Regions from separate parts of the Anas platyrhynchos genome. Here region 1 is linked to region 2. A link is a contact called in public Hi-C data. All regions are on one chromosome and are shown on one strand. The core of a region is the stretch at or near the end of the contact, and the rest is flanking DNA. Distances in the headings are between cores, read along the strand shown.

Region 1 (5,782 bases), core at 2,825-5,324, 61 kb after region 2:
CGACGGGAGCAGCATTAATCATCTGCCACTACGGTTATGACGGGGCATTCCTGCTGCGCTGCCCTTCAAAAGGGGGTTGCTCAAACTGAAACGTACTGCAGGCAAGGCGCGCTCGGCAGAGAAGCGTCTCCAAAAAACTGTGAAACCTGCAGCTTCTGCACCAGGCTCGGCAGGAAGATGGTTATCAGCTTCATGCTAATTCGAAGCCTCCTTTTATTTCTTTCCCAAGTACAAATAAGATCCTATTTCCTCTTTTGTGCATGAAGGATTTTAGGGTGAATTTCACGTTTCCTACAGGTACAGCAATTAATAAAACTAAACTATAGATTTGTTACGAAATAAAGCTAAGTAGAATACTGGAGCTTTAAGGATTTTTTGTTATTAAGAGATATCTCCATTAAAAAAAAAGAAAAAACAAAACCCAAAAACCACATCTCCTCTACGGTACTTTTAACTGCATGCAACAAAAGAATTGCCTTTCCTAGCTAAAACAAGTGTCAAGAAAGATATTATTAGAACAGCTTTAAAAATAAGGCATCTTTAACAACTACAACAAAGTACAAGTAGAAATAGCACTAGCAGCTGAAGCACCAACATCAATTCACAACAGAACTCGGCACCAAGCGCCTTGTATCCGAGCTATGGGTATCCACACAGGCTGAAGGCAAATCCCCTGAGACAGCCGAACTTTTCAGGCCCTAGCGGTCTATTAAGCAAGTTTTGTGTAATCAAAAGAGCTACTACAGAACACAGCTGTTAATCCCATTGCCTTTTGGGTAAAACAGCATAAGCAGATTTTTTTTTTTTAAAACACCCCCACTAAACTCAAGTCCTTTAAGCCTAAGGAGAAAAAGACAAGAGGTTATCAAAATCACTGTCTTTTCTACAGCCAGCTCAACTCTCCCCCATCATTCCTGACATATGTTTGTCCGTGGAGGCATTTTTCAGATAATTTAAGTCTACTTTCCTGCTTCACTATCCCTAGTCATAAAGGAAAAGGACTGATAGTAACCTGAAACAATCTCCTGCTACCATTTAAAATCACTACACCCAGCACTCATGACCATCAACCCAGAGAACAAGTTATTTGTTCTCTTCTTGGCATCTTCGACAATTTCCATTTCTTTTTTTAAACGACCTCAATTTTTTCAGTCTTTCCTCAAAGGTCTGATCTAACCTCTCGTTCCTTTTCTCTAGACCCTCCCCAGGTGGACCACGTACTGCTTGAAGCTGCAGCCCGAAGACCGACCAAGTGCTCAGCAAAGGCCTTTCTGCTGCTGTGCAAAACATAACTCTTGTGCTATCTTTTGAGATACGCTCCTGCAGAACACTGGCCATGAGATGCTTCATCTCCAGCCGAAGCATAACTTGTCCTCACAGTTAAATGGGATGGCAATCCTGACTGTAAACTTAGCTCAGTCACTGAACACAAGTGCAATGAAACTTAATTGCAATTTTGGGAATACATTTCATGTTGAATTTCAAAAGCAACAAAGTAAAAAATGCTTCTCTTTCCAACTTTCCAAAGAAGCTGCACATTTAATTGTCAACTCTTCAGTGAATCGTATTAAAAGTTATTCTAATTCCCTGCATGATAGATTCCCCAAGTGCTACTGCAACAAAAATTAACGCCGACTTTTCTTATCATACCAACGCTACTTTATGAGATCCTACCAGTTATTTAAGTTCAGAGGCATCTTTTCATTCTATTTTTTTTTTCCTTCTTCTTAAAAATGTTTTGCAAGATTAAGGTTTCTAAATATATAACTAGTATTTATGCAGGATCAACTCCAGCATTGCCACCTAGGAAGAGATCAGCTCAGGGGCTCGGTTCACAGCTTCCAGTCATTTTTGCCTTCCAAAGAGCACTTGAGGGCACAAAGCTCCAAGTACAGAAAATCCCATTTGAATTATTTAATATTGGTGTAAATAATCTCTAGCAACAAGATCAGAGCCTCTCCTCCCGGCTGTCTCACGCACTTTACTACATCAGCAACCCCACAACACTCTGAAAACCTTCCATCCAGACAGTCTCTAGTCCTGACAACTCATCATGGGGTTGCCAAAGGCCAGCCTCCAAGCCTCTGGATGCCAGCACTCATCGCAGGCCTCCTAATACCAGAAGCAGGATGATGAGGGGAAGAGAAAATTTCCTCCTGGATTCACTTGCCCCTACTCTTTTCAGGTACTTTTTGGTGGCATAAGGATTTATTTCCCAAGTGTTCTGTTTGTATAAGCGCACACGCAAGCGTTCTTCCTAATCTTCAATCATAATGTTGAAAAAAATTGCTTTAGCAATTATTATACTCTTATGTAATGACTTTGTTATTTGAAGATTTTTAGTACCAGCTCTCAGGATAGAAAAGGCAACTTCTGAAGCACTACATTCATTGTTCGACTACAAGTTGGCCATGATTTGAACGATACGGCGTCAACTTGTTTTGCAAAGCCCCGAGCCTTGAGTCGGTAAATAATGCTGCTGTAGTTTCAACCAACACTTGATTATGATCTTGATACATAACACCTCCTTTACCAGAGGACTTCAGCTGACGAGTTTGTGTCCGCTTACTTCAAGAGCTGTCAAAGACTCTTCTTGGTTACCCGCCTCTTAAAACGAGAGGCTCAGTGCAGAACGTGAGGCTTTCCTCCCAGAGGCCAGGAGGGCATTTCCTGAACGGCCGTGGAACTAAAACCTGTCCTGGCATCCCCTCCAAATAAGCCAAGTTACGCTCCTTGATGCACTCCCACAGCAAGGTTACTCCTAAAGCCCAGGCTTACGTTCTCTTGAAGAAACAAAACAAAACACTAAAACTGGCACTTCTATTAGAGCCATGAGTCAGTTATGTGCACCTCAGTATTCTTCTGACTTAAGTTACCTCAAATTTGCATTAGAGTTTATGTCGGCTTGTTTTTGTATTAAGGACGGCTTCTATTTTAACCTTATCAGCAATTTTTTGGTCTTGAGTTTTATCAAAACTACTTTTAGCTGACGTAATACGAGTGCTTAAGCCATAAACAAAAGTTAATTACCTATGACTTAAGGAAGAACGAGTTGACTGGAGAACAAAACCGCTTCAAAAAGCAGAAATTTTAGCACCGGCTCTGCCTTAGACCCGCGTGTTTCATTATTTCCAACTTGTAGATAACACAGCAAAGGCCACAGGCTCCTTAACCACGTGTGTATGGACCCATGGCTGGGACGGGGCAGCCTCTCGGCCAGCGGGCGTGCCAGGTACCAGGCTGCTGCTCTTCCTCTCACGCAGGGCCATAAGATATTCAAGGGAAAGAAAAGCAGGAGGACAAAACCCTGCAGCATGTAATTTAGCATTTGGGGTCAAACCTGCCAACCCACGCTGAAACATTTTGGAGGTGCCACCTCCTTTGGCATGAGGGCTGCTCTGAACAACCCCCGTCTCCTGCCACAGCTCTCTGCTCTCCCCTCCCCTCCCCTGCCGTCTGCTGACCCCCTCAGCCGTGCTGATACCACAGGGCCACAAAACACGCCGGTCGGTGAAACCATTCCACGGGGATTTGCATGATTTTGGGGTTTTTATGGCAATTCACCCCCATGCAGAGCCGCACCAGCCCCGTGAGGCGATGCGATGAGAGCCGCCCCCCCCCCCGTTCCCTGTCCCCCCCTTATGTCCTCACCTCCTCGGGGATGGCCGGGTCCCCGCCTCCCCCCGCGCCGTAGCAGGCGGCGAGGGCAGCGGCCGCGGCCGCGGGGGGCTCGGGGTCGGCGTCGCCGTTGAAGAGCGCGGCCCCCTCAGCGCCGCCGCCGCTCAGCGCCGCCATCTTGGCTGCCCGCGCCGGGGGGGGCGGGGGCGGGGGCGGGGCGGGCGCCGCCGGGACGGGCCCAGCCGGGACCCGGAGCGGGACGGGAGGGGAGGGGAGGGGGGGAAGGGGGAGGGGGGCGCAGCGCGGGGATCCCGGGGCAGCTCCCGGCGGCGCGGCACGCCCGGGCCCGTGACGTCACCCGCAGTCGCCGCCGCCGCTGCTGTCGCTGCCGCCGCTGCCGCCGCCGAGCGCCCGCCCGGCGCCTGCGCCCGCCCCGGCGTCACCGGGAAACACCCTGACGTCACGGCGCGACCACCCGTCGCCACGGGAACCCGCGCGGCCGCGGCCACGCCCACTCGCACCCCCCCGTTAAGCCACGCCCCCTCAGCCCCCCGCCCTCCTCCCGCCTTCCCGCGCCGCAGCGCCCCCTGCCGGCCGCACCCCCCCTATAATGGCGGCGGGGGCGGGGGCTGAGGCTGAGGCGGGCGGGGTGCTGGGCACCGGCCCTGGCTGGGTGGAAGGCTGTGGTGCTGCCAACAGGGATCAATGTGGCGGTTTCCTCTGAAGGAGCTTCACCCACTCCAGTTAAAATAGTTGCTAAAAGCATCTCTGTCTTTCCCAATGATGTTTAGGCCTTGCCCTGCCGCAGCCCGGTGCTGCGTTTTCAGGCCCCTCAGCTCCCCCAGGTAGTCTCAGAGAGGCACAGAGCAGCCCGAGCTGCAAGGAACCCACAGGGATCACCCAGTCCACCTCCTGGCACCACACACGCCACCCCAAAAATTCACCGTGTGACACAGCGCACAGTGCGAACGCTTCCACACATCTCTCCCGTCACCCAGCCAGCTCTGCCTCATCTGGGGGCTTGAAGCAGACCCCGCTTCCCAAATGTGTGTCCACCCTGACGTGTATTTCCTTCACAGATAGCCAGGTTTTCTGGAGAAAAACATCAGCTCGCAGGGTGGGAGCTGCAAGGTGCCTCCATCCTCTGCTGGGAATGGCAGAGGAGCGGGGCTGGCACACGAAATGCCCCTACAGGCTCAGGAGCTGGAAGCCACCGCTGCTCCCCAATGCTCGTGCTGGGGGAGCAGCTGCCCTGCTGTGCTCTTGCAGACATGGCCAGCACGGCCCTGATCCCCCCCAGGGACAGCACACGGCTGTTTAAAGCAAAAAAACCTGCCCCGTGTCCAGTCACTGCATGCCACACCCACTGCAATGCTGCTAACACACACTGCATTCGCTCACTCAGGTGTTTTAAGTTGCTTTCTTGCTGAAAACGCTTTTATGAGAAACACGAAATTGGTAACTATATTTTAATGGGTTGCAAAGAAGAGCTGGCGCATCAGAACAACGATCTCAGAGCACGTAAAGGCTGTTACATCACAACTTGATCTATCTTACAGTAGTCAATTAAAACACTAACTTGAAACATGCAAGTGCAAACATTCTTATCTTTGTTTTGCTTCGGTTGTGAACACTGAACCATACAACTGCTTAGGGTAATAATCCTGATGACAGACTTGGGATTTATATTTCACCTTTCACACAGGGGCCACCAGCGTGTCAAAGCATTTAGAATTCAGTTCGGTAACAGTAGTGGTGCAAACTGGTAAATAAATGCAACATTTATTTACAGTATGAACTCATCAAAAATACCATGTCGTCTACAATATGAGATCCCATAATATGAGAGATGAAGCTTTGGACATGAATTTAGCAGTGGGTCTTTTCTACACAAAGCTACACAGTATTAAACACAGGAACACAAATGAGAAATAACCAAAATGATCTCATTAACATCTAAAGGGATTTTATCTGACAGATTACACCCTCCTCATACAGAAGTCTAGGATTTTTTTATGACAGGTGGCCTGCAGTGCAGTCACCAAAACGGTTGCACAAATGCAAGAATCAAATGTACAATATTAGCAGCTCGCCGAGTTGAGAGATTTCTCTCTAATAGCCACTTTACTGAAGAGGATAATTATCAGCAAATCCTGCTATGAGA
Region 2 (5,544 bases), core at 1,424-3,923:
AAAATATGGACTTGTCCAGAGTATAAGAGGTGCAAGGCCCGCTCCTGGCTTCAGGTGTTACTGAGTTCTAATATAGAGGGGATAATGACACAAATCTCAAAATCTGTATCAATAACCAATCTCTCATTGCTTCTATTTAGCTTGGTTATCCCTTTATTGATCTATGACAGAACAAAGTGACCCTGTTCAGGCTAAGAAGATATTTTGAAACTAGAATTATAACAGCACTGAAAATAATGTCAACTAACAGAACCTTCAGTTTCTTCAAGTGGAAAAGAAGAAAGATGAGTTGCAACAGAGGTCATAACTATACTTCTTAGAAGATTTAAACAGTTTGCATGACATCTTCAGAATAACCATGTGTGAATCCTTAAAACTCAACCCTGAATTGATCACATCCTTCCTTAGGCAATTTTTTTTCCTGTCAGTTTAACCCTCAGTACAGGGGAAGACGACACTGAGGTTTGTTTGTTTTTTGTGACTATTGGAAAATATGCTTAAAGAAAAACTGAAATTCACTTAGAACTTCTAAGTACTGCTTGGTCTTTCCAGCTTCAGATAGTTTGCACGTGTCCATGCACTGGAAGGATAGCCTGAGAAAGCTTGGTCAGATACCCTTAAATCAGTTAAAACAGACACACCACCTCCCCTTTACTTACCATCCATAGAATAGATCCAGACAACTGTTCAAATTGATGAGATCCACTCCATCGTGATTTCACTGTAGCTAGACCAAAGTCACCTATTTTTACTGTGAGGTCTTCATGAAGAAAAATATCTAAGTGGGAAATGTTAAGGGAAAACAAACAGTACTGGTTCTGTCCTCCAAGAACAATAAACAGCTAAAAACTTGCAACTTTAGACATAACAGTTTTAACCATTCATTACCATTATTGATTAAAGAAATTTATATAATACAGGTTCTAAGCAGCCAGCATGATGAATTATGGTACTGTAGGGTTACATATTTAATGACTAGGCCAGTGCTGAACAGCCTACAGCCCAGGTGACTTTCTTGAAACGCCAAGTACTCAACCACTGGAAGCTGAATACACTCCACGAGTGAAATGGAAAAATCTTTCATTACAAGTAGAAACCCAATGATGTGAAATTCTTTGTTAAACTGCAACAAAACGCGCTATGTTATTGGAATCACAGCAATAGGCATAGTAAGTATTCATTACTTTTCTACTGATTATATAACGCCTTCTCAACCAAATTTCAATTCAACAAATAATCACACATGAAGAGGTTTTCACTTCAATAAGGTCATTTCTGGCAGGAAAAACAAAACAAAACTAGTAATAATAATAAAAAAAGAAAAACGAAAAAAGAATGCTGTCATATTCCAGAATCACATCTCCAGGAAAGGATACTATTACTCTTGAGGTCTCTGTGGATGATTGACTTGGCATGCAAATAACTGAAAAGGAACATCATAGATTAGATGGGTTAGATGTTATTCCACTAATGAACAGCTCAAAGTTCATTGTATTACCAAAACACAAACTCTGTAGATATCCAAACTGCACACGTTTGTTAAAGCACTAAAACATCAGCAATCCATGCAAGATCTTGCAACAGTCACAGGAGAAAAGAAAAACAAAATAAAGCTTAGATTTCCACCTCCAACCTGTTGTTACTGAAGAATAAAACAGCAATTACACGTCAACTTCTGCTTTTCAGTTGCCTAAGTCAATATTCAGAATCCGAACTAAAGAATGTCAGTAGTTTTTGACATGCCATTCAGTGCTGAAGGCTCTGCCTCCCAGCCTTGACGGTGACTATCATGACACTTTGTGGGGTAAGTCACAGCTTTAGCCTAGGTGTTTCCAAATCATGGGACCTAAAAGTGTTTCCAAGTCTCTATGTGTATCCCATGACACAAGCTGACTGTTTTTTAGTTTGGGACTGGAAAAGAGAACCCCTGATTGCAGAATGGATAAATAGACTGCAGGGAGGTCAGAGGAGAGTACTTGCCCCACAGCATAGATATAGCCTAAATTAGGCAACAAAGCTGTTTGTTTAATCTATTGGGCAACACAGCTCTTTGTTTAATCACTGAGAGTGGCACAAATCTGTGGAAAAGCCCCATTTTATGTTCCTGCCTTGAATCACACTCAAAGAACAGTTTCTGTATCTCCACTACCTACAGAGGGAGCCTGGGGATATCAGCAGGCAAATAGAAGGCTGAGGCCAGTTGCTGCAAACATCTCCCAACCTCTTGACTGAAAATATAATTGAATACTCAGTGGAAAAAGTGCACGATTAACTGCAATCGCCATTCCAGCTGAAGGGTGATTTTTCTGTCTTACATCAGTGTTCTGATTTTGGCATACAATATTGGGCTAGTTTTGTAAATTCCAATTCCCTCCATTGCTGTCAACGGGAGGAAGGATTACTTAACACAAAGTCCTTAGAACAAAATAGTTATGTTTTCTTCAAATGCTGAAATCTATTACTTTATTTAGAGAGCTACAACACTTATGAGAAATATAAAAGAAACTGCATTCTTTTCACTAACAGGGCTGTCTGCATTCTGGGTTATCTTACACAGTTCTGTACTTTCATTTGCAGGGTGTTTCTTTTTAAATTCTTACCCTAAGTCTATCTGCACTGTGAAGACCATAAAGCCTTGAACAGAAATCTTTTCTCACAAGATTAAAGATAATTACAGTGTGGTTAAACTTGCGTTCTTCTTTCAGAGACCATATTCCTTGATTATGTGTACTTCTCTATGTTCCAGAAAAAGACCCTGAAGTCTATTTTACTGATCAAAATAATAAACTCTTCAAATACTTTGATTAAGGCAGGACTCTGGACTTGGCAAACTGACAGACAGCTAATCTAGTTTGCCAATGTCAGTCACAGTGTGAAAGAGATACACAAACACTGTCACAACACTCATTTGCAAAGAGATAATAAGAGACTTACTCCATGCCTTGTGCAGTCTGTCGTGCAATATCAATTAGTTTAATCATTTCAAATTTGGTCTCAATGATGTGTAGATGGTGATATAAACTTGACCCCTCACACCATTGGGTAACAATAGCCAACTGAGGCTTTGTTGAATAACCCATAAAAAGAAGGATATTCACATGCCGTGTTTTCCTGTTGGGGGAAAAAAAAGTATATCAGGAGAAAATTGATGAGGGAAAATAAACAAACAAACAAACAAATACATGTAAATAAACAGGCAGAACCAAATGCATCTTTCCAAACAGAAGGTCTTCGGTCAATCTCAGCTTCCCCTAAGATAATCCATTTCTAGATTCAGTCTAATGAATTATTACAGCCTATAACCTTTATTGCTGAATTAACAAGGAGCAGGTATTCTGGAGCAAGCATTGCTTTCTCTTGATTTTGCAAAAAAAAAACAGCACAGGAATGCTCAGAAAAATGCTCAGAAGATGCTATCACTAAGTCTATGAGGAACATTGATTGTTTGAAGGCAGGCCTGGTCTTGTGTAACCTTAGTTCAGCCATACATGTTGGTGCCCATCAAGCAGAAGGATATCCCAAATGAAATTCCAGTCTTGGTGACTTCCAGGAAATGCAACCTTTTCCTTCAGAAACAATCAACATGCTTCCTTGACAAGGCTTCATTTTTTTTTAGTACTTTGATAAAAATCATTTACTTTCTGGAGCTAGCACATGAAAAATCATGGGAACAGGTATGAAAACTGTACCTCTGTAAAGTTACGATACTCTCTATGAACTTGTTTCCAAACAGTACTGGGATAGACTGGGGTTCACCACAGAGATTTGGTCACATTAAATCAAACCTCTTTCAAAGAAGAAGAAACTAGACATAAAAACTTCTCAAAGCATAATCCCAAGGTTATCTCAGCAGATATCCCAGTAGAATCAAGGCCTTGAAGAGTCTACTGATACATTGTAAAATCTGAAAGATTCTCCTAATTCCCCAGGAACTCAATCACATTCTTAGTGTCATCAAATGGACATGAAGAAGAACTAGATTCCACCAAACATTCCAACTAGAGATCACAAAGATGAGGCACCTAAGCATTCTGGAGTCTTTCTTAGGTTTCCCAGAGGCTGAGGAAAAAGCAATCTTCCTTCTACACAGCTCAGTATTGAAGGCAGCCTTCTCACTGCTTGAAGAAACCTAACAGACCAAACTTAAAACCTGTGGTAACTTCTTAAATCTGTATGCTGTGCTGTTTGTTGGCAGCTCTTTATATTTTCTTATATTAAAAAACTACCATGAGAGCCTTGACTGTGACCCTGTTAGTCCTCTCAGCAGTGCAGGCTAGGACAGTTCTAGACTATAAAACTGTGCCCTTTTCAGGTGTGAGGATCTGTCAAGTGATACTGCAAGTAAACTGCTGAGTAAACAAAAATAATCAATTTCTTGCAAATCCTATCTCAAGGAAGTACTGATGAAGCATAATGGGAAAGGCATGATGATGGGTGTATCTGGCCTGTCTGGGTCAAAGGATAGGACAATTGACCACTTACTGTAAATGCCAAAAGGATCAACAGAGAAGGGCTAGACTTCAGCCACAGGACTGCCAGGAGAAATCCAGACTAGGTATGGACTACAAGATTTTTGATGCTATGCTTTGGGTTCCACTAAGTTCTCCTGAACAGATATGCCACAAGGCCTCTACTTCCACAGCTATGGACTTAGGAGTTTCACCATGCACTTTATGGGGGACCCTCCTCCAGCACAGGCACCCAGCTCAACACATCAATTTTCCAGAGCCAAGAAGTGTCTATTTTGTTTCATAAAACAGAATTATGGTTAAGATTGTAATTGGATGCTAGTGGTATTCCACCAGAAATACTGTATGGTGTCACGTTGATAGATCCTCTAGTGAGAACTGAACCCAAGACAAATACTTCATTTGAGAACGTACAAGCAGCAGACAGGAGAAAAGAAAATCAAGAAATGACTATGAAAAAAAAAAATTACATTTTTTTCTGAGGAGTCAATGCTACTGGTTAGAAACTACTGAACAATTGAAAACTTGGTCTGTAGTGTAGCTGGAAAACAGCAATTAGGTACACTCTCCTTCAATCTCAGAACCTGGATGAGAGCAAAAGTCCCAGAAGTTCACCTATAGGCTTGACTGTCCTATGGGTACCACAACAGCAAAAAAACAGTCTGTTTTGAGTGTTTGGATATAGATATACTCATCATCAGTCTACATATGTTATTCGGTATATCTATACTCAGACAGAAGGTATGGATATATGAGAGAAGGACAAATTAGCAGTGGATAGAAATGAATGTTTTAAATGGGAAGTTATACTTTCTATCCCAATTATCATCATGAAGGAATATGACCAATGTAGTCTAATAGAAATATGAAACTCAATGATTACAGAAGCATAAATTTACACAAATGATTTTACGCCATTAAAAATATTCTTACCTGAGCACTCCTACTTCATTTTTGAAAGCCTGTAACTGTTGAGGTGTGGGTGCTGTAACATTCAACATTTTCACTGCCACATCACCTTTAAAACAAATATTTTAAGTAAGTACCATTGACATAGATTCCACAATTAAGAAAA

What was found. A called contact is a pair of places that touch in the nucleus more often than the background predicts.
Region 1: a contact with region 2 is called in a Hi-C map of subcutaneous adipose tissue, with 1.9 times the contacts expected there. The contact joins the promoter of BRAF here to the enhancer-like site in region 2. A contact is called at or near these places in 3 of 8 Hi-C or Micro-C datasets (liver, skeletal muscle and subcutaneous adipose tissue).

What each region holds. Positions count from the first base shown.
Region 1 is chr1:60,381,642-60,387,423 of IASCAAS_PekinDuck_T2T, forward strand. It overlaps BRAF (B-Raf proto-oncogene, serine/threonine kinase), which reads right to left and starts at 4,075. Exons shown (of 19, transcript XM_072038935.1): 1 at 3,652-4,075. The coding sequence starts at 3,795.
Region 2 is chr1:60,321,573-60,327,116 of IASCAAS_PekinDuck_T2T, forward strand. BRAF (B-Raf proto-oncogene, serine/threonine kinase) reads right to left here. Exons shown (of 19, transcript XM_072038935.1): 12 at 5,403-5,487; 13 at 2,935-3,111; 14 at 1,377-1,423; 15 at 660-778. Among named protein-coding and RNA genes, the nearest start is that of NDUFB2, 23 kb to the left of the region's middle. Within about 2 kb of position 2,674, at least 1 of the 8 cell types and tissues checked has an H3K27ac peak or open chromatin away from gene starts, as enhancers often do.